Linked DNA regions of Sus scrofa: region 2 is linked to region 1. The links are chromatin contacts, called in public promoter capture Hi-C maps. All regions are on one chromosome and are shown on one strand. The core of a region is the stretch at or near the end of the contact, and the rest is flanking DNA. Distances in the headings are between cores, read along the strand shown. Region 1 overlaps MICAL3 (F-actin-methionine sulfoxide oxidase MICAL3). Region 2 overlaps MICAL3 (F-actin-methionine sulfoxide oxidase MICAL3).

Region 1 (4,713 bases), core at 1,159-3,658:
TTTGGAGTTTCTGTGGTGGTGCATCAGAAATGAACCATGAGGTTGCTGGTTTGTTCCCTGGCCTAGCTCAGTGGGTTAAGGATCGGTGAGCTGTGGTGTAAATCGAAGATGCGGCTCAGATTCTGCATTGCTGTGGCATAGGCCTGCTGTTGTAGCTCCGATTTGACCCCTAGCCTGGGAGCCTTCATGTGCCTTGGGTGCGGCCCTAAAAAGTAAATATATAAATAAAAATAAAAAAGGTTACAATTCTCATTTAAAATTAAAATGAAATAAAAAAGAAACAGCCCTGGGTGGGTGAGGCTTGACCAGCATGCAAAGCATAGTCTTAGATTTGATGGGCTCTGCCTCTGAACTGGGCTTTGCAGGGAGCAGCCATGAACCTCCTCCTGCTGGTAGCGGGCTCCGTGTGAGCAGATTATAGGGCTATCAAACCTAATGTTCCTGAAAGAGTAAGAAACGCCACTGGTTTATTTATGTCCTGTAATAATTGGGTGTGATATTTTAACAATAATTGTGTTCTGGATTTACTTATTGCTTTTTCTTTGAAGAAGTGAAAGCTTTTTAATTGCCTATTATCTCATTGATTCTTACTTGTCTCTGAGGTCATCCAAGTTTAGTGCCGTACGCTTTTCCCACTTTATGGATGAAGAAATAGGGGTGATGTGATTTGTTCTAAGTTGGGACATGGTGCCTGAGTTGGAACTTCAATTGAGTTTTCTTTCTCATGAAATTTCACTAATAGGGGAAGAAGTCCTCTTTTTTGGAATCTGAAGGATTTCAAGATATTAGATTATTTGTAGGGGAAGAAATCCTCTTTTTTGGAACCTGAAGGACCTAAAGATACTAGACTATTTACTTTTTAACTTATTTTGTTTTGGCCACACCTGAGGCATATGGAAGTTCCCCGGCCACGGATTGAACTGTGCCACAGCAGCAACCCCAGCTGCTGCAGTGACAATGCAGAATCCTTAACCTGCTGTGCCCCAAGAGAACTCCCTGTTGTGCTTTTTGAGATGACTAGACAGCTAAGGCTAGCTAACATTTATTGGTGCCTATGTGTGGGGACCTGAGCCAGGCGCCTCATGTGCATCTCCTCCTTTATTTCCCACGACAGTGTACAAGGTAGGACTTAGAATTTTCCCTGATTTTACAAATGACGAACTAGGGTTTGGTGAGACCCAGGCCAAGACAGTGACAGACAGCTGGGCTGGTACTCAGAGCCGGGCTGGCTCTGAAGTGTGTGCTCCTAACCTCCATGCTTTAGTGGAGATAGGGGAGCAGATGTCAAAGTCCTAATACCTGTTGCTAATGCCTCCCTGGGTCTCATGGGCTGTGGTTGTACAGGGGCTTTATTTTTCATTGAAATAGATTAGTAGGAATTCTGGACTTTAACTGGGCCAGAAGCATTCTTTAGCCAGGTTATTACTTTAGTGGGAAAAATAGAGCTGAAAAAATAACTATATTTGGAGAGTGTGAAGTATGTAATGAGACCAGATGGGGAGAATAGGGACAGAACCAAAACGGTCGTGGACAGACGGAATTTGTGATATTCTAATTCAGGGGACCCCTTTAGTACCTAGGCTTTTTTTTTTTGGACCCCAGGCTTTTTAACTTAAGCTGCAGGTTGAAATTGTAAACCTGGAGGCATGGCACTTGTGCTGAAATCTCTGCGGTAAATAAGGCTCTCAGTTTCTACTTTAGATAGCACAGTTGAAAATCTGACTCCTTTTTGGTCTTTAGCTTCCACAAATAATGTGGTACATTGTGCAAATGGTGGGGACATTGTTTGGAAATTTACCTAAACTCTCTGTGGACTTCCCCTTCCCTTCAGCCTCGCATTCTGTCATCTTTGATTCTACTTTTCGGAATGCATCCCTGCCCCGTGGGGCTTAGCCACGTGTGGCTCGCTGTTTCCTTGGCGTTGGGCTTCAGCTGTCTTCAGGTGTAAAGGCTTAGCGTCATCGTTTTCAAGAAACTGGAGGGGGAGGACAGGGAAACTATCCTTTAAACCCTGCAGTTCACCAACTTTTTGTTCAGTGACAGGGTTTCACAGGGGAGAGAAAATTGCCGCAACTTAAGAGAAGGAAGTGGTGATAATCAGATTAGAGAAGGGAAAAGGAGGATTGTTTGTACCTTGGTGAGAGGTGGAAGAGGAAGGGCAGGGGCTTCTGCTGAGGGGTCAGTTCCTCGGCAGGAACAGCTTCTTCACCCTGCATCCCTCTGCAGTGCCTCCTCTGTGGGTGTCTGTCACAGAGGAGGAAAGAGCAAGCTAGAGTAGGTGTATGTGTGAACGAACCTCATTAGATGCAGAGCTCTATTTAATCGTGTATCTCGTGAAGGATACGGTCTGGCTAACTCTGGAGGGAGAGGAGCAGTGCTTGGGCCAGTGGTTAACTGGTAGCTTTTATTGATTTTTCTTTACTGTCATATGAAAGGCAAAGTGAAACTTTGGTGGGTCCCAGCTTTGTCCTGTCTCTTGCCCTGCCTCTTTTCTGTTGTTGATGTAAGCAAAGTATGAGGGAGGGTTGAGTCCTTTTGTCAGTATTGGAGCTTGGGAAGAGAGGGGGGTCAGGGCAGCCCAGAGGGAAGACTGAGAAGGATGGGCTGTGCTTACACTCCTAGTCCCTGCCACCACCCCCCCCTGCATTGTGACAACAAACCTTCAACTCCAGCTGCCTGGCTGCTGACAAAGTAACAAAGCCAACTTATCAAGGTCCCAACTATACTCCATCCTGTCTGCTCCTTCCTTCACCCACCTCCATCACCAAGCTGCCTTGTGATTGAGAATCCGTGGATTTGTGTGTAGAAGAGGAGAAGAAGCGGGGAGAGTAGTATGGTAATGATGTCAGCAGTAAGGTGTAGAGACAGTTGGTGGTGCTCCTGGCCCTGTTCTTAGTGACCGCATGCCTGAAGGCAAGAGGCCATCACAGCAGCCTGAGGGGTAGGTGCTGTGATGGTCCTTGTTTCCTGCGGAAGGAAGCTGAGGCACCCAGAGCTTGGTGACTCCTCCATTAGAAACTATGGAGTCAGGCTTCAGACTCAGGCATTTGGTTCTGGAGTTGTGCTCTCACAGACCAGTCAAGGACAGCTGGCTTGGGTGAATTTGCCCCTATCAAGGTTATCCTTGGGGGTCAGCCCTTCTCTTCCACCCTTCGGTCCACAGTTTCACATTGTTTCTCCCTTCACTTTTGAGTTATCTTTTTGAACAGCTGCAGGAGAGATGCATTTAGTTAACTTGTGTATTCTTATAAAACTAGGACAGAGTCAGAGGAAATATTTTGGAGTTTTCAGAGGCGGACTTCCCAGAAGGGACACTTAGGACAGAGTAAGAGTCTTTGGGGGCCTAGGGGCTGGACCACGTGATCTGGAAAGGTTTGCTTCATGAAAAGCTGAGGAAGCTCTTCTCCTTTCCTCCTCTACTTTTTTGCCTGGCATGAGCTTCTAATCCCCCCAACCCAGAACTCATGCAAATCCTATCATTGCCCTAGCTCAACTACTTTATGGATGATTTTTATTAAAAAAAAATTTTTTTTTTGACCAGGCCCATGGCATGTGGAAGTTCCCAGGCTAGGGACTGTACCCGAACCACGGCAGCAACCTGAGCCACTGCAGTGACAAGGCCGGATACTTAACCCACTGCACCACAAGAGAACTCCTGGATGCTTTTTATTTTATTCTTTTGGTTTTTTTAAAAGTTGAACTAGTGTGTGATCCTAACCACTGTTTGGAACAGAACCTTTTACCCAGTTTGGTCATGACTGGTTAGAGTCATTTTTTTCCCTGTGGAAAAGGAAAGGGAAGTATTTTAACTAGTGACATGGACATGTTTCAGTTTGTTTCCAAAGTAGACGGGCTTTTCTTAAAACCAGACTTTCAGAGTTAGGAAAAAAATCAACCTTCTGCCTTTGGCATTTTCAGCACCTTTAGGCAAGTGGGTACTGTGGGTGCTTAGGTAGGAATGGCTGTCACTTAGCGTTGCTGTGAGCCAGATACAATGCCAAGTGCTTTTTGTGCACTAGTTTCCTGCTTCACACCAGGGAGGATCGTTACAGAGAGGTTAAGGTCCTTGACCTTAAATAAGTTTCAGAGGCTGGATGACTCCAAATTCTGTGCGTTTAATCACCTCGCTGTAAGCTGACATGTTGAGGGAGCAAAAAGAAGAGGAAGCAAGGAAGAAAAGACAGTATGGGGTAGGGGAGAGAAATTCGTGAAATGGCAGCATGCTTGGGCTCTCAGGACTCCCTGGGACCAGAGACTCCTGGTCTTCACCACCCTCAGAGGGCCAGGGGCAGAGGGGCCAGAAACTGAGAGCTTTGGCTTCATATTAGGGCTTTCTCTCAGCACACGTTTATTGAGTAACTTATATTTAAGGCAAGTGTCAGACAATAAGGTGAGGTCTGCCTGCAAGGTGGAGGGTGAGGGCAACATAGATGCAGAAAACTGTAGTGTGTTGTGATTAGTGACTGAACTGGGCAGGGAGCCCCGACATGGAGTGGTAAGGAAATTTATACCAATGAGCAAATTATTTTTTTCTCCATTCAGTCTTATTAATTTTGTACATAGACTGAGAATTTCTAGAATTTACCCCCATGCTATTGTTTCAGGAATGTTTGTATATTTCCAAACAGGATCTCTTTGCTGCTACTCTAGAGGACCAGCCTAGCACCTCCGTTGCAGGAAAGGCTGGGACCACCTCCCCTTCCTGCAGGCTGC
Region 2 (4,713 bases), core at 723-3,222, 71 kb before region 1:
GAAGCCCTCATGGCAAAAGGCAGTGACCTGGGGAGCAGAAATGAGGGGTAAGTCCATGTTCCCCTCTCTGACAGCCCGTCCGAGGGACCCAAGAGAAGAGAGGTGGAAACGTAGGAACCATGTGTCACCACAGCAAACCTGGAACCTCAGTGTACCCTGGCGATGGTGGAAGCCACCATGCAGTCACAGCCCAGTGGGGAAATAGATGAAAGCGTCGCTTCTTCTCTCTCTAGGGCTGTCTCGGAGGACTCCATTCCCCTCTGACTTCCCTGCACAGGCCTCTGTCATTATGATTTTCCATTTTCCGTGCCTCCAAAAACGTTCTCCTGGTGTTTTACAAAACCTGATCTGATTGTTTAGTGTCTGCTCCTGTTTTAGTTACAATGATTCATACCCAGAGTAAAAATAATTCAAACAAGACCAAAAAGTACAAGAGAGTAAGAATCACCTGAGGTCCCACCATCTGTAAATGACACTCTGCCCTCTTGAGCACTGCCCTCCCTCAGAAACCAGCATGCGTGGGTAGTGAGGCATGTTTGCATGGCCTGTGACCCAAGTACGGTGTGTCACATCTACAACACAGGACTAAGTCATCCTGCTCTTACTACTGACAACCTGCATGTTTCTAGCTCTTTGCAGTAAAAAGCAGTTGACCTCCTTGATCCCACGTAACCTGAGTCCTGGAGGAGACCTCTGGGTTCGGGGTCAGGGTTGGGGGTGGGGTGGCAGGGTGTGCAGTTCTCTTCTCTCTGTGCTCAGTTCTAATCACCCCTCATAGTTAGGGTACAAACTGTCGTACTTTACAGCCTAGAAAGCGCCTCTACATCATTGTAGTTGTCACAGAGCGAGATGATGAAAAGTGAGACAAGCAGTCACAGTGTGATGCTAGCGCACTGAGAGTCGCCATGGCACATACAAAGGCCCTGACAGCCACGTTTACTGAGAAGCAGCAGCGCCAGGACCACTGCCTGCTCTCGTAGCCTCACCTTCCCCACCCTAGAGAGAATATGCCTGCAGTTCAGAGAAGCCAAGTAGACTTGATCACACGTCCACTGCAAACCCTGGAGGGATTCTGGTCTAGAAGTGCCTGACCTCACAGCCCCTGGTGAGGCACCTGACAAAACTCTGACCATTTTGTCATCTCCACTTCAGAGATGAGGAGACCAAGGTCAGAGGGTGAGTGATTTGCCCAAAGATCTAGAGCCAGGATTCTAACCATTTGATTCTGAGCCGCTGCTCCCACCACCAGGCACCTGTCCCTTTCCTCTTACAGAGCTCTTCTCTCTAGAGAAGAGGGTTCTTACTAAGATCTTTCCTGCTGCTCTGAAACCCTATCCCTTCTTCAAAGGGAGCAAAGGTCGGCAGAGAGTGAGCTCGTGGCCACACCAGGCGCAAGTCGTGGAGCTCAAAGCAGACCCAAACTATCCCTTCTTGTAACTTTCTTGTACTTTGGGGACAGGGCAGAATTGGTCTGTCTCATCCATTCCTTTCAGAGAGGAGGGAGAGAGTGCCTTTATTCTTGGGGGTATGAAACTAGAGATGATGAAACAAAATGGAATGAGATGCAGAGGAACCACTTAAATGCAGGGTGGGTGAAAGGCACATACCAGGAATTAAACGCAGCATCTTTTCTGGCGTGTAGGCAAAGGGTTGGTTTGTGAAGGCAATTAGGTGATCAAAATTAATATTTTCCTCTTTAAAGATAACAATTTTTATTTATAAAGCACTCCTTGCTGGACCGAGCTCAAAGCATTTACTGAGTGCTGGCTAATTACCCCACCCAGTAAACAATCTGGCAGGTAGGAAAAGAGAGATAATGCTCCCCATTTGCAGGTGGGTGCTACTGTGCTCAGAGCCAGCCCCCAGAGACTCAAAAATAGAAGGCGCGCCTCCCACCCACTGCTTCCACACGTCCTCCTGAGAAAGGACAGCCCCCTTGCTGGCCACCGCTCAGGAACTACAGCTCCCAGCAGACACCGGGAGGGGACGGCTGTGCTCCCCGTGCACAGTCCAGATTCCCAAATATGGAGAAGGACTGGGCTTGGGGAGAGGAACCCAGCGTTCACCCTGCAGAGAGGGAGGGAGGATGAGGTAAGTTTGGAACATTTAACTCTGTCACCTAAACGTCTGCCTGGGCTTTGAAATACAGCAGCCACAGTCATGGTCTCTAATAAATCTTTCTGGAAGCTCTCACCCTGAAATCAAGCATGTAGCTCAACAGAGCCCTGTTCTCACCCTGAGGTTGGATGTGTGCTGATGGGGGCTGCAGCCCTAGGCGGTCACACACCCTCTCTGAGTCCGACCAGTTCAGAAAGTGATGTTGGCAGCAGTGGGAAAGGAATCTGAGTGGAAAACAGCTCTTTAGCCATGGGAGCAGCACTCCAGGGGCAGGGCTGGCAGCCAGGCAGAAGGAGAGCCAGGAGGACAAGGGTTACCCTTTCTGCCACAGAGGCTGCTGAGCCCACCTGGCAGGAAAAGCATGAGAGGTCTCTCTCCTGTTCTGTCTTCACTCTGTCAACAAACATTGATGAAAGCACCTCTGCTGGAACATGTGGGCTGGACACTGTGGAGGAGATACATCGCCCGGACCAGATCTCTGTCCTCAGGACACTTATGACAAGGTGGGGGAGGGGCAGGCACTTAAGCAGTGTGTTATTAATGCTTTCCATCAAGCGCTGTCACCCGGCTGCTGCCATGTGCCAGGCACTTGGACTCTGATGGGGAGGAAGCTCCTTCTCAGGTAGATTGACGTTCTGGTTGCCCTGGGTATCTGGGGTTGCGTCCTCCAAGCAGAGGGAACAGCAGGTGCAGGGCTGGGAGGTGGACGTGAAAGTAGTGAGTTGAGCACAGGCGGGGGGCCAAAGGGGCCAGAGGAGGGCAGGAGAGGAGGAAGCTAGTCACAGAACCAGGCCCGGAGGGGTCACGCAGAGCCGGCTAAGGATGAGAAGCCAGCATTTCATTCCAGTCCCAACCAAAGCACTGTTGTTGGGCGGTGGTTTGATGTCATGTGCTGTAAAGTGCTGGACGAGGGCAACAGACTCTAAAGGAATTTGGGAAGGAGAGGAGCGATGCCCCTGAGCTGGCTGCACAGGGGAGGCTCCCCAGCAGAATGGGAGGCTGAGCATCCGTCGTCGAACAGGAGCAAGGACGACACCTGGCATGCCCAGATCATTAACCTGCCGCAGGTGTGGTCCCACGGGGGCAGCGGGTGGGAGGCTGGAGCAGGGAAGGTCCTGGAGCTCAGTAATGGGGATGCTGTTCACAGGCTCCAGTGTCCAGTCAAGAACCTAGTCTTCTCCAGGGGCCAACATTTTCCTCTTAAAAGACTTGCTACTCTGAAGGCTTTGAGTTCCGTGTTGAAATCCGGGTGACTCCCAAGGGCCCCCTTTACATCGTGTCATATGTGAAAGGTGCACAGGTGAAGGGTGCCCTCAGGATGCCCACAATGAGGTGCTGGCCCGAATTCTGGAGGACAGAGCACCAGCTTTCTATCAGGGGGCATGGAGTGCTTAGCGCCTCCTTCACTGGGAAGACCGAAGCCCCTGGAGCTGGCAGCAGAGGAGAAAGGGTTGAGGAGAGTCGTGGGGTGGAAGAGAGAGTGGAAACGAGAGGGGCTGAAAGAGGAGGCTGTGAAAGAAGCACTGAATCTGGGTCCTCCAGGTGGCTAGTGGAAGGGAGGAGTACGAGATCAGGAGGAGGAGCCCCAAGGGGCTGGGATCCCTCTCCGCGGGTGCCTGTCACGGTGCTGTGGTCTGCGGCTAGCAGCCCAATCAAGCCATGCTCTGGGGGATCATGAAGACCCTGCCCCTGAGACAGACAGTCAGCCTGATGACCAGTTACTGGACAGCAGGATAAGCTGTTGTCTGCACTCAGTACCTCCCCAGGGGCCTCATCCTGACCGTTCCTTTTCCACCTGGATTCAGGGGAACTGTGGTGCTGTCCCAACAGGTCAAAGCAGACTAAACTCAAAAGCAAACAACATTTCCAGCCATGCCCTCCTCTCCCCCAATCCCCAGTAGACAAAGAGAGCTCGCCTGAGTGGGGACAGCAGGATGTCGTGCACGCAGTGCAGTTCCCCAGGTGTTTGGGAGTGGGGTGTCATTTTAAAATCTTGGTAATAGGAAGCAGCAGTAAGTCAGCCCCTGGGCTGTCATACCGAGGTGCCACAGCCCCTCGGACGTGGGAGCCCCCTGCCCAGATTCTGCAGTGTTACCTCCCCTCCCCTCACTGTCCTCCAGGCCCACATGGTAGCCCCTTACTTCCTGCACTAAATGCAGCTGGCATCCCCCTGCAGACACAGCAGTGTGCCCTGCCCCAGACGCCCACTGCTAAGAACCAGGGAGAACTTTGCGATTTCACTGTAGTGGTCTCAGGTATGTGGAAGTGGGCCATCCACACCGAGAAGCTCTGGCCTCCTAAGTGCAAGCTCTGAGGTGGGTGCAGCTTTGACAGAGCCATGGCCCCTGGGGCTCATCTCCTCTGCAGGAAGTGGCCCACACCACCGTGGGGGGGGTGTGCCTCTGTTTACCTCCCCAGCCTAGTTCTCACACCCACGGCTCCACACCTCTTCCTCACCCACTCTGCTTTCTCCAAGCCTGGGCCTTTCGGCAGATGGTTCCCTCCTCTCCGGGCCCCTTTCCCAATTCCTGGGTAGGCTAACCCCTCGACTGAGCTCCACCATCCCCTCTTCTGGGGAGATTTTCCTGAATCCCT

Evidence for each region. Promoter capture Hi-C pulls out the DNA fragments that hold promoters and counts their contacts.
Region 2: a promoter capture Hi-C map of fetal liver shows a contact between it and region 1, with 1.9 times the contacts expected there. A contact is called at or near these places in 2 of 5 promoter capture datasets (fetal liver and liver), 15 of 47 Hi-C or Micro-C datasets (brain, embryonic fibroblasts, epiblast stem cells and 8 more) and 2 of 2 datasets of targeted methods (alveolar macrophages and skeletal muscle).

The regions. Positions count from the first base shown.
Region 1 is chr5:70,051,781-70,056,493 of Sscrofa11.1, reverse strand. The region is part of intron 2 of MICAL3 (F-actin-methionine sulfoxide oxidase MICAL3); the gene reads left to right. Among named protein-coding and RNA genes, the nearest start is that of MICAL3, 79 kb to the left of the region's middle.
Region 2 is chr5:70,122,425-70,127,137 of Sscrofa11.1, reverse strand. The region is part of intron 2 of MICAL3 (F-actin-methionine sulfoxide oxidase MICAL3); the gene reads left to right. Among named protein-coding and RNA genes, the nearest start is that of MICAL3, 8.2 kb to the left of the region's middle.